Regions from separate parts of the Mus musculus genome. Here region 2 is linked to region 1. A link is a contact called in public HiChIP or PLAC-seq data. All regions are on one chromosome and are shown on one strand. The core of a region is the stretch at or near the end of the contact, and the rest is flanking DNA. Distances in the headings are between cores, read along the strand shown. Region 1 has its middle 150 kb from the start of Gm31466. Region 2 overlaps Gm31813 (a long non-coding RNA gene).

The links. HiChIP or PLAC-seq counts read pairs in DNA pulled down with a chosen protein or histone mark.
Region 2: a RAD21 HiChIP or PLAC-seq map of pro-B cells shows a contact between it and region 1, with 20 times the contacts expected there. The contact joins two enhancer-like sites. A contact is called at or near these places in 2 of 15 datasets of contacts at CTCF or cohesin (the NIH/3T3 cell line and pro-B cells) and 9 of 484 Hi-C or Micro-C datasets (the AML12 cell line, the C3H10T1/2 cell line, DN2 thymocytes and 5 more).

Annotation. Positions count from the first base shown.
Region 1 is chr3:20,652,585-20,658,371 of GRCm38.p6, reverse strand. No RefSeq gene overlaps it. Among named protein-coding and RNA genes, the nearest start is that of Gm31466, 150 kb to the right of the region's middle. Within about 2 kb of position 2,906, at least 5 of the 459 cell types and tissues checked have an H3K27ac peak or open chromatin away from gene starts, as enhancers often do. A contact at or near this core is called in pro-B cells, where this site is marked.
Region 2 is chr3:21,909,536-21,916,261 of GRCm38.p6, reverse strand. All of the region lies in intron 3 of Gm31813 (a long non-coding RNA gene), which reads left to right. Among named protein-coding and RNA genes, the nearest start is that of Gm31813, 51 kb to the left of the region's middle. Within about 2 kb of position 5,006, at least 58 of the 459 cell types and tissues checked have an H3K27ac peak or open chromatin away from gene starts, as enhancers often do. A contact at or near this core is called in pro-B cells, where this site is marked.

The DNA of each region.
Region 1 (5,787 bases), core at 1,657-4,156:
GCATCTGACTCTTTCAGTTGCTTGTTGGGTCTTTCAGAAGGCAGTCATACTAGGTCCCTTTTGTGAGTGTTCCATAGCCTCAGTTGTAGTGTCAGGCCTTGGGACCTTCCCTTGAGCTGGATCCCACTTTGGGCCTGTTGTTGGATCTTCTTTTCCTCAGGGTCCTCTCCATTTCCATCCCTGTAATTCTTTCAGACAAGAAGTCAGACATGTGACTATGTAATGGCAACCCCATCCCTCACTTGATGTCTTGTCTTCCTGCTGGAGGTGGGCTATATAAGTTCTCTCTTCCTACTGTCATGCATTTCATCTAAGGTCTCTCTCTTTGAGTCCTGAGAGTCTCTCACCTCCCAGGTCCCTGGTGCATTCTGGAGGGTCCCCCAACCTCCTATTTCCTGAGGTTGTCTTTTTCCATTCTTTCTACTTGCTGATGCTCAGGGATTCAGTCCTTTTTCCTCACCCAATACCAGATCATGTTCTCCTCTCCCCCCATACTTCCCCCCCCCCAAACCTGTCCACTTTGCTTCCCAGGTCCCTCCCTCCCTCCCCACTTGTGATTGCTTTCTTTTCTCTCCCAAGTGGAACTGAGGCATCCTCACCTGGGCATTTCAGCTTGTTGAACTTTTTGAGTTCTGTGGACTGTATCTTGGGTATTAGGTACTTTTTTTTTTTCTAATATGCACTTATTAGCGAGTACATGCCATGTACATCCTTCTGGTCTGAGTTACCTCACTCAGGATGGTATTCTTCTAGTTCCATCTATTTGCCTGCATTATTTGTCCTCATTCTTAATAGCTGAGTAGTTTCTGTCATGTAAATGAACCACATTTTTCTGTATCCATTCTTCTGTCGTGGGACATCTAAGTTGTTTCCAACTTCTGGTTATCACAAATAAGGCTGCTATGAACATGTGCCCCTGTAGCATGCTGGGGCATCTTTTGGGTATATTCCCAAGAGTGTTATTGTTGGGTCTTCAGGTAGATATATTTCCAATTTTCTGAGGAACCTCCAGATTGATTTCCAGAGTGGTTGTACCAGTTTGCAATCCCACCAGCAATGGAGGAAAAAGGAGGAACACATTTTCTTACATGTGAAAAATCATATTAAGGTCAACATTCAACATTAGAATTTTTATCAAATGGATTTTTATTAGACTGTGACCACCTTGACTTCTTTGCATATCATCTGTATCTGGTTCTGCACAAGTGGTCAAATGCATGACTGCACATGAAGAACAGCATAGACCAAAATAAAGTGAATAAAACTTGCTGCAAGTCAACTTAATATCAGACTCAGCAAATACATTTTCAACCCTTTTATAGAAAATATTTTCACCATTGTAATAATGAATAGCAAAGTGAATTATTTTAAGATATAAAGTTCTCAAAAGACCCATATGCAATGATGCTATTCCACAAACAGTAAGCATGTTGGCCTGATTCACTATAGTATCCTATATCACAATGGTCACACATCAGGTGCTTAATTTCTTTCAGCATCTACAAATAAACACACAAAACACTGAGTACCAAATTGTAACAACTTTAAAAACAATGAACTATTTTCAGTGACTGATATATTTATTCATTTTATAAATACTTATATTTGAGCCTCACTATTATAGCCCAGGTAAGTTACTGAAAATTATGCCTGCTGTGCAGGGCTCAGAGAACTCACTTTATCTGTTGTTGGTTCAGAACCAGTAAAGATTGTTAGATGTTGGAATGATGAGATCTGGCATAGGAAAGAACTTAGCTGTTGAGCAGCAGAGATATTCAGGAAGAATAAGGGGAGTGTTGCTTAGAAAAGGAACCAGAGTGTTCAAGGTGAATTGTCAAATGCAAAAGTGTAAGATCTATAATTCCATTATATTGAAAAGATCCATTTGTGGAAAAGGTCTTTAAAGATTCAGGCAAAGCCAAGTTCAGCAAATATGAAGGTCAGGCTGCAGTGGACTAAAAAGTGAATTAAAACAGATGATAGATTACTATTAGAGATGTGGAAAAACAGAGGAGAGAGATTAGGCAGTTGCTTAATGAAGAGGCAAAGTTATTTTTTCTTTCATTTTAAGTTGGGGAAGTTGGTTGAGAAATGCTCAAATATATTTTAAAGATTGAGGGAAATGAACCTGCAGATGTGTGAGGGAGTAAGGGGAGATTTACTGGTTGAAAAGCTAAGCAAGTTTTGGCAAAAGTGAGAGAAGATGGCACCATAAGGACAAGCAGAGTTCAGTTACAACTAATCATGAAGAAATAACTTGGATGGCAAGTGAAGACTAGCACAGAGAGCTGAAGGCAGGGGGAGCTCAGCCAGTAGGGTCCAGTCAGCATCCTGTTTCTCTAGAGTAAGAGGGCAGGGCCATGGACCAGAATTGAATGAACAGGAGTGAAATGGAGCTGAAAAGATGGGTTGTTTATAAGTACAAATATCCCAAATGAAGAACCAGACAACTCCTTCCTCTGCCTCTGGTCACTATCGTCTAAGCATCATGGAATGTCTAGGTGAATCATTATAATCTGCACAGTGATCATCTCAGAATGACCAACCTCAAACATCTGTTCCCACTATATTGGGAGTATGATCGTGATGCTGTTTTGTTTTGTCATTTTCTTATGTTTTTGCTACTATCTTTCTTTTATATGTTGTTCTCAACATTATGTAACTTGGGGGAGGTTTTCTTACATTTTTCATGCACCTACTCAGCTGACAGCTTCAATTGCTGCCTAATTCCCCCTGGACTTTGTGTTTGAGATTATCATCCTGTCACGAGCACCTTTCTCTGGCTAGGTCCACCTCCACCCCCACCTCTTTTTCAGTTTTATGGGAAGATTGATTTTAAGGGTTTTATAGATTTTATCATTGAAAACATCTTTCATTTTTAACACTCTATTGCCCTCTAGAGTAGATGAAGGTGTACAGCAGCAAATTCTGGTAAACTGCAGGATAGTTTGTGTGGAAAGGCTTTTTCTGAAACTGCAGCTATCCTCATTAAGAAAACATCCATTGAAAAGAGTGTGATTTTATTGAATGCATAATTGAAATAAATAATTCAATTTCCATAATAGACACATGGGAAACTGAAGAGTCTGTGCTCACAGACTTCCCTATAACAGAAAACTTCTCAAATAAATTGGGCTCAGAAATAAATGTCTATTACTTTCTGTTTCAAATTTACATAATTATCTTTCCCCAAAGAATGGAAATATCTTAAATAAAAAATATGTTTTCTAGTTTTCCAAACATATGCAGAAAAGGAAGAAAATTGAGATTAAGAAGGTCAAGTGTCATTAATATTATAGCAGAAGATGAAGTAACCAGAGCTCATTTCTTGAGGCATCCCTTCCTCTTTAATATGCCTGCATTTTACAGGTGACATCTCAGAGATTCCATATGCAGATCTTTGACATTTAGCTTAGGGTCTTCTTTGCTTAATGCTGTGTTTCTTGACCTGATAAAAGACACACGGTAGCTAAGTGACAATGGGAAGTGGTTCCTGTTGCAATCAAAGCAAGCAGCAAACACACAGCTATGTGTTTTGTGAAAACAACACTTAAGCATTGAGCTGGACACTTCTCCACAGCTTCTGAACTCAGTTATCTGGCAAACGCCAGTTTCCAAGAGTAGTACAGAGCCTCTTAAATAAAAATAAACCAGGGAATTTCAAGTCCCATTTAGCTAAAAAGAGTAAGATCTTACTATCCAAGTATGATTCTATGGCGGCCATTCTCATTCATATAACCACACTCATTCACAGTAAGCTCAAACAGGTATTGGATTTTTTAATATAAACACAAAAGCCATTTTCTCTTGCCTTAAGCTTTGTCCTTCACTTCAGAAGTTGCCAGTTTAGTTTTAGAAACAGAGAAAAATACCTAAAAAGAGGGGAAATATATTTACCCAGAAGAGAAACGGCACTGAGCTTTGTGATGTAAAGATCTTTGCTGACATAACCTGGAAAAATGAGGGAATTTAGAAATTTTCTCATGGGGAAATTTAGAAAAAAAAATGTATTAAAAGGGATTCAACACTAAACTGAGGTGTTTGTGCAGTGGGGAACACAACAAATCAATAGAATCTGGTTTTAGGTTGTTTTGTTTTGATTTTGTTTTTCCTATGTCTAGGGAAAAACAAATTGTTTCATTCTTATTCTTTGTACTTGTGTGTTTTCACCCAGAAGAAAGAGATGTCCTGGTATAGGCTGAGACTAAAGGTAGAAAAATACAAAAGGAATAAGAAGATACAGAAATGATTCATGGAAAGAAAGGCTACATACATACGCTTGAAATTAGGCTTTGTATGAAATAAATCAAAGTAAGGTTTAAGGTATGAAATAAGCTTCATAAGGCAGAAATTTGTAATCTACATTTAATTATTAACAGAAAAAAAAAAGCCTCTGGCAAATGTAGTGTGTACCTTCTACTACGGTGCTTTAAGCTCCAGGCCACCACCATGGTTCCCTTGGATCCCCCGATAAAAGACACACACACACACACACACACACACACACACACACACACACAGTGCTCATTTTGAACTTGCCTTATGGCTCGGCTGCTGGGCTCTTCTAAGCCTCCTCCAACTAGTGTGGTTCAGTGGCTTGGCTTTTCTAAGCCTCCCACACCTATCGTGGCTTTTCCTTTACTCCCTGCTCAACAGCCTACATCTGCCCTTAGCTTAGTTGCCCAGTTACCTTCTCTTGGCTCAACATTAGACATCTACCCTCAGCTTAGCTCTGTTTCTAATCTCCAGCTTAGGGAAGCAGTAAATAGTCACATGGCTGGTGACTCTCCATCCCTCCAAACCCTTTCCTCCTCCTGTGTCTCTTAGCCTGCCTGAGGGATCTTAAGCCCTGCCTCTTCTGCCCAGCCATTCACCATTAGCATCTATATTGATTAATCAAGAACTAATTGGGGGAATAGGACCTTCATTGTTCACACACAGATTCCCAATTAAAGCATTAGAACCTACCCCGTACAAGCAAGCCTAAGTGACTGCACTCATAGTGCTGAAACAAAATAGCAGCATCTGGGAAGTTTACAAATAGCAAAAGGTAATTTATTACCACTTTAGAGACTGAAAATCTGAAGATCTAATTCCTCATTCACAGGATAGCAAAGTGAGTTTGAAGGGACAGAAGAGAAGAAAGAAGGCCAATTCTACAAACGCATTCTATAATTTGACACTTCGTGGGCATATATGATTAAATGCATATTCATTTCGGGTATGATACCAACAGAGATTTAAGAAACTATTACATACACCCAAGGGGCAAATATAAGAAATTTACCAGGATTACTGACTAGAGCATAGAAAGATATTCTATCTATCTTACCATATTGTAGGTGGCTTAAAAAAGCTATATCACTGGAAAAATCTACTTCAGTATGAGACATGATTCTCGAAAGTTGTTTACCTTGAGCTCCTGCCCCACTTACAGGCAGCTCTACTAAAAGTCCCCTCTTTCCTAGCAGTTATTACTGGTGGAAAACCTTTAGATGGACCCAAAAATCATGTAACTTTCTGAACTTCCTGAGTATTGTAAATTTCATGATTCTCCCTCCTGCCTCCAGGATAGAATGTCCTAGTTTAAAGAAAATGGCACAGCTAATGAGACCAGCCCTCTCAAAAAGACAAAGTCTAATTACCAAAACATTTCTCAAGAGGCTGACCTCCAAATCTGCTGTATTGGGGATTAAGTTTTCCCATACATGAATTGGAGGAGACACATTAAGATTATAGTGCAACCATCTTGGAAGAGGCTATTTTACACACACACATACAAAAATG
Region 2 (6,726 bases), core at 3,757-6,256, 1.3 Mb before region 1:
CAAATTCTCCTTCTGGTGTCTGCACTGTGTTGTTTCTGTGAAATGATGTAAGCAATCTAGATCCTTTCCTCCTCCTCCTCCTCTTCATCCTCTCTCTCTTCTTCCTCTTTCTCTTTGCATTTTTTTCTTATTGAATTGGGAGATTTTTATAAATTGAAATTAGATTCTTCTCCCATACAATACATCTCTACCACTGTTTCCCCTTTCAGTTCCCCCCACATTTCCCCTTTGCCCCAGATCTACTCCCCTCCATTCCCCTTCAGAAAGGAGCAGGCCTTCAAGAAATAACAACCAAACAGGACAAAACAAGATTCTATAAGACAGGGAAAAAGCCTTGAAGTTGGACAAGTCAACCAAATAGGAGGAAAAGAGTCCCAAGAACTGACAAAAGAGTCAGAGACACACCTGCTCCTATTGTTAGAAGTCCTACAAAAACCACCAAGCTAATAGCTATAACATACACAGGAGACCTGGTGCAGACCCATGCAGGCCCTGTAATTGCTGCTTCAGTGTCTATGAGTCCCTGTGAACCCTGATTAGTTCATTCACTTGGTCATGTTCTCCTGGTTTCCTCTATCTCCGCTGACTCTTAGAATCTTTCCTCTCCTTCTGTAGGGTTTCCCAAGCTACGAGGGGAGTGACCTCCAGTTTAGACACTCTCTGCATGATGTCTGGCTGTAGATCTCTGCACCTGCTCTCATCTGCTGCGGGAGGAAGCCTCTCTGATGACATCTGGGCAAGGCACAATCTACGAGTATAGGAGCCATCATTAGGAATCATTCATTGATTTTTTTTTTTCCTCAGTTGTGTTTGATTCTACTCTAGGTATTTAGAATATCCACTTTCTGGTTCCTGACTATTCCTGGCAATGTTAGGCATGGGTTCCCTTTTGTGGAGTGGGCCTCAAGTTAAACCAGATACTGGTTGGCCAATCCCCCCACATTCTGTGCTACTATTGGCCCAGCCCATCTTGCAGGAAGGAGAACATTGTAGGTTGGAAGTTTTGTGGCTGGGTTGGTGTCCTGGCTTCTCTTTTAGTAAATGCCAAAGAGATTGGACTGTAGGGGTGAAAGCTTGAACCCTTACTGTCAATGAGCTGTGTGGATGGGGCCCCACTGTCAGCTTTCAGAGAGCATCATCCCTCCGTCCTAGTGTCAGTCTCAGTGATTTGTGGATTTCCTCAGGAGCCCCTCAACTTATAATTCAACCGAGAACACCCAGTCCAGTCCTTGCCTGGCTACAAGAGATGACCAGTTCAGAGTCCATATCCGCTGTTACTAGGAGTCTTCACTGGGGTCACCTTCATAGATTCAGGAAGTTTCCACTGTACTAGGTTTGCACACTATCCTTAAACTTCCCTCAATCCCAGCCATCTCTGCTTGTACTCTTCTCTTTTATCCCATCTTCCCCAATGTGATTCCTCCTACTTCCATCACCACCTGCCCCCATCCCACCCATGAAATCTATTCTGTTTCCCCTTTCTAGGGATCCATTCATTTCCCTAGAGACCTCCACTTAACCTAACCTCTCTAAGTCTGTGGATTGTAGCCTGATAATTATTTACTTAACAGCTAATATCCACTTATAAGTGAGTACACACCATATGTATTTTTCTGGGTCTGAATTACCTCACTTGGGACTTTTTTTCCCCCTAGTTGCATCCATTTTCATGCGAATTTCATGAAGTTGTTGTTATTATTATTATGGCTGAGTAATACTCCATTGTGTAAAGGTACCATTTTTCTTAATCTGTTTCAAGTTTCTGGCTATTATGAATAAAACCTCAGTGAACATGGTTGAGCATGTCCTTGTGGTAGGATGAAGCATTCTTTGGGCATATGCCCAAGAGTATTATAGCTGGGTCTTGAGATAGATTGCCAGTTTTCAGAGGAACCTCTACATTGATTTTCATAGTGGCTATATAAGTGCACTCCTGCTAGCAGTGGAGGAGTATCACCTTTGTTCTACATCCTCTCCAGCATGACGATTGTGTTACTAATCTTAGCCATTCTGACAGGAATCTCACAGTAGTTTTGATTTGCATACCTCTGGTTGCTAAGGATGTTTAAGTGTTCCCCAGCTATTTATGTTTCCTCATTTGAGAATGCTCTGTTTAGATCTGTACCCCCATGTTTTAATTGGATTATTTGGTTTGTTGCCATCTAGTTTCTTGAGTTCCTTATATATTTTGGATATTAATTCTTTACCAGTTGTGGAGTTGGAAAAAAATCTTTTCCCATTCTGTAGGCTGCTGCTCTTTCTGATTGACAGTGTCCTTTGTCTTGAGGTCCCATTTATTAAATGTTGATCTTAGTACCTGTGATATTGGTGTTGTGTTCAGGAAATTGTCTCCTGTGCTAATGTGCTCAAGGTTATCTTCCACTTTCTCATTAATCAAGTTCAGAATACCTAGTATTACACTGAGGTATTTGATTCACTTGAGTTTTGTGTAGGATGATAGAAATGGTTCTATTTGCATTCTTCTACATGTAGACATCTAGTCAGACCAGCATCATTTGTTGAAGATGCTTTTTTCCCCAGCATGTATTTCTGACTTCTTTATTAAAGACCAAATGTCTATAGGTGTGTGGATTTATGTTTGGGTCTTCAACTTGATTCTATTGATCAGTATGTCAGTATATGTGCCAATACCATGTAGTTTTCATTACTATGGCTCTGTAGTACAACTTGAAATCAAGGATAGTGATACCTCCAGCAGTTCTTTTATTGTTCAGGATTGTTTTAGATATTCTAGGCTTTTTGTTATTTCTTATGAAGTTGAGAATTTTCTTTTCAAGGACTGTAAAGAATTGTGTTGGAATTTTAACGGGCATTGGATTGAATTTATAGATTGTTTTAGGTAGAATGGCCATTTTATCATGCTGATCTTACCAATCTATAAGCATGGGAAATCTTTCCATCTTCTAATATCTTCTTCAATTTCTTTCTTCAAAGACTTGACATTTTTATTGTACAGATCCTTCATTTACATGGTTAGAATTACTCCAGGATACTTTATACTGTTTGAGGCAATTGTATGAAGGTTATTATTTCCCTGATTTCTTTTTCAGCCTGTTTGTCATTTGTATATAAGAGGGCTACTAATTGTTTGACTTAATCTTGTATTCAACCACTTTGCTGAAAGAGTTTATCAGCTGTAGGAGTTCCCAGGTGGAATTTTTAGGGTCTCTTATATATCATATCATATCATATCATATCATATCATATCATATCATATCATAGTATTGATACTATGACTTTTTCCTTTCCAATTTGCATCCCCTTGATTTCTTTCATTTTTCTTATTGCTCTACCTAAATTTTCAAGTACTATATTGAATAAATATAGAGAGACTAGACAACTTTGTCTTGTTCCTGATTATAGTAGAATCACTTTGAGTTCTCTCCATTTAGTTTGATGCTGGCTATAGACTTGTCATAAATTGCCTTTATTTGTTTATTTATGTCCCTTATACTCCTCATTTCTCCTGACCTTTTATCATGAAAGGGTGTTGGATTTTGTCAAAGTTCTTTTTAGCAGCTAGTGAGATGATCATGTTGATTTTTCTTTTCAGTTTATTTAGATGTTGGATTACATTGACTTGTTTTCATAGATCAAACCATCCCTTCACCTCTGGGATGATACCTATTTGATCATAATGAATGATCTTTTTGATGTGTTCTTGAATTTGATTTGCAAGTATTTAATGAGTATTTTTACACCTCTGTTCATAAGAGAAACTGGTCTGTAGTTCTCTTTGTTTGTTGAGTCTTTATGTGGTTAGAGTATCAGAGTAACCGTGACTTCATAAAATGAATTTGGCAATGTTCCTTCTGTTTATATGTTGTGGATAATTTGAGGAGTATTTATGTAAACACTTCTTTGAAAGTATTCTGTGCTTAACTATCTGGCCCTGAATTTTTCATTTTCTTTTTCTTTTTTTGGTTGTGAGACTTTTAATGACTGTTTCCATTTCACTAGGTGTTATAGGTCTGTTTAATTTTTTTTATCTGCTCTTAACTTAACTCTGGTAAATGGTACCAGAGAAAATCATCCATGTCTTTTAGATTTTCCAGTGTTACTTAGATCCATTTGTTTGGAATATCTTTTTTCCAACCCTTATTCTGAGCTAATATCTCTCCTTGATTTTAAGTTGTTTCTTGTATGTAGCAGAAGGATAGATTCTATTTTCAAATCCATTCTTTTAGTCTGTGGGATTCACAGGAGGCATGGACAGGGAAGACTTCAGCTGGTGCTCTGTTGCACGTTCTAGGGACAGACTTGAGGACTGGGTCTGCTGGAACAGAGAGAGTGGAGGGTGTTCATGGGCATCCTACCCATTCTTCTGGCAAAGCATGGCCTGTGGTTGAGCAGAAGGTCTTCACCCAAGTTGTGGGTTGGGACACCAGGAATTTGTTTTAATGAAGGTATTTGAATCTGGTGTTTTCATTGTAGAAATGTTGAATGTTTCAAAATAGTGATTCAATTTCCTTAATAGTTATAGCATTGTTCATAGTTTGTATATTTGTTGAAAGCAACTTTAGAGAGTCATATTTTTCTAGCTTCCAACCTATTACTTCTGTATTCATTTTTGATGTTTTCCATCCAAAATTCCCTCTCCTCACTCTCCCTTTCCTTTCCCACTGCCTCTTCTTCTTTTTCATCTCCATCTCTGTTTTTTTTAAAAGACACATTCTTATGTAGTCCAGGCTAGCCCAATACTTTCAATATAGGCAAAGTGACATCAAATCAAACCAAACCACCATGGACAAACTAAACATGACCAAAACGAGTTGACATTCATCCCACTGAGAGGCATTGACTGTGACCCTATTTTAGAGTTTGAGCTTTATGGATATTTGACCAATGGAATCTTCTGGATGTCCTCTGGTGCCACACTGAAGCTGCAGGAAGTGGTTTATACTTCAGTTGTACTTTTAGCCCCCAGATATCCTGCTGGGGAAATAGTACCAAACCACACAGGAAGCCCACATAGATGTTCCAGCTAACAGCCTAGCAGAGGTTGGCACCCAACACCAGCTTAACTTCCTGTGAGTTGGCCATGCCAAAGGGAGCCCTTGCCTTCCTGACTCAGGATGTCATGGCCAGCAAAGGAAAGCAATATGGGAGTCACCAGTATACTCTTCCTAATGCAGATCAGGGTATCTATGACTGCTGTTTTCAACCCTTCACTTGGGGAGTTATTTATTACACAGGACTCAATCGGTAGAATGCACAGACATCTTAATCTTACCCTTTTTCTTGATGCTAATATAATTCATGACGGTATCAGTAACATTGCTACCCACACATTAGACAAGAAATTCTAATTTTCCTCCATTCTTTTTTCTTCTTCCTTTTTCAAGACAGGGTTTAAAGTAGCCCGTACTAGTCTCAAACCTACTATGTAATCAGAAATGACTCTCAATTTCTGATCTTCCTGTCACATGCCTCTACTTAAGATCTGGGATTTCAGATGTGTCCCCCAGTTGTGTCACACTGGTGAGTTCCACAGATGTCCCATGACTTTCCCATTACCATCCATCTAACGAATCAGCAGGCTGTATGCTTCCAGATCTTGCCTCTGTGTACTTCCATCTCCTTCCTTTTCTCCATCCCTCTGTGGTGGTGACCTCTATATCTCAGTGTTTTGCTGGACCCTCTTATTGTACTTTCCTTATCTGTCCTTGTCTCACTCAGGAAGACTCCCTGCACTGCCATAACAATGTTCACAGATCCCACACGTGTTCCTTGTCTGCGTAGATTCCTTTGATCAAGAGTTAAAAATAGTTCCTTAGTTAAACAGTTAAGCATATCATGCAGGTAATGTGTGTCTCTTTGGAAGAAATCTGGGTTTGCAGATGTAAAATGGAAATGGGACTAAGGATTCAGCTCAGTGGGCAGAATGCTTGGCTTAGCTTTCAGGATCCCTTGGGGTCTCTCCCTGCACTGCATAAATCAGTCATGATAGCGTACAACTGTAATCTTAGCCCCTGAGAGACATAGGCAGGAGGATCAGAAGTTCAGGGTCATCCTTTGTGATACAGGGAATTTGAACCCAGCTTAGGTTACATGAGACCCTGCCTAATAACAAACAAACTAATAAAACTTTCAGCAGGAAGAATGAACATGAGGTTATAGTCTTAAGTATTTTCCATCCATGCCATCCTATTTCACCTTATTAAACAACCATACCAGAAATACTTTCCCTAGGAATGGTTAAAGATCAAGTTGGCTTTAAGCCAGTGATTAAGCAATGAAAAATGCAACAAAAGAAACAAACAAAAACCAAAATAACCAAGGGATCAATATCATTGAGATTAGAAGGGATACAGTTCGCAAAATTTTAGTACCTAGGTAAGTTGCATTGTGAGTTAAATAGAAATATAAGACCCAAGAGAGGAAGATAAGTTATATATTCATGCTTCTGAGCAGTAAAAGATTCTGTTCAACTGGTAATGAAACTTTTTATGCCCACTTGTTTATTATTTCTATTTTTAATTTATGTTTATGTGTGTGTCTTTGTGAATATATGCCAACTGTATATGGGTACCTGCAGAGGCATAAAGTGGACATTGGATCCCCTGGAGCTGGGATTGTGAGTTGCTTGGTATGGGTGCAGGGAACTAAGCACGGGTCCTCTGGCAGAGCAGTGAGGTCTCTGCAGACCTGAGCCTTCTCTCCAGCACATCTATGCCCATTTTTGTCATGAGACTAGATAACATT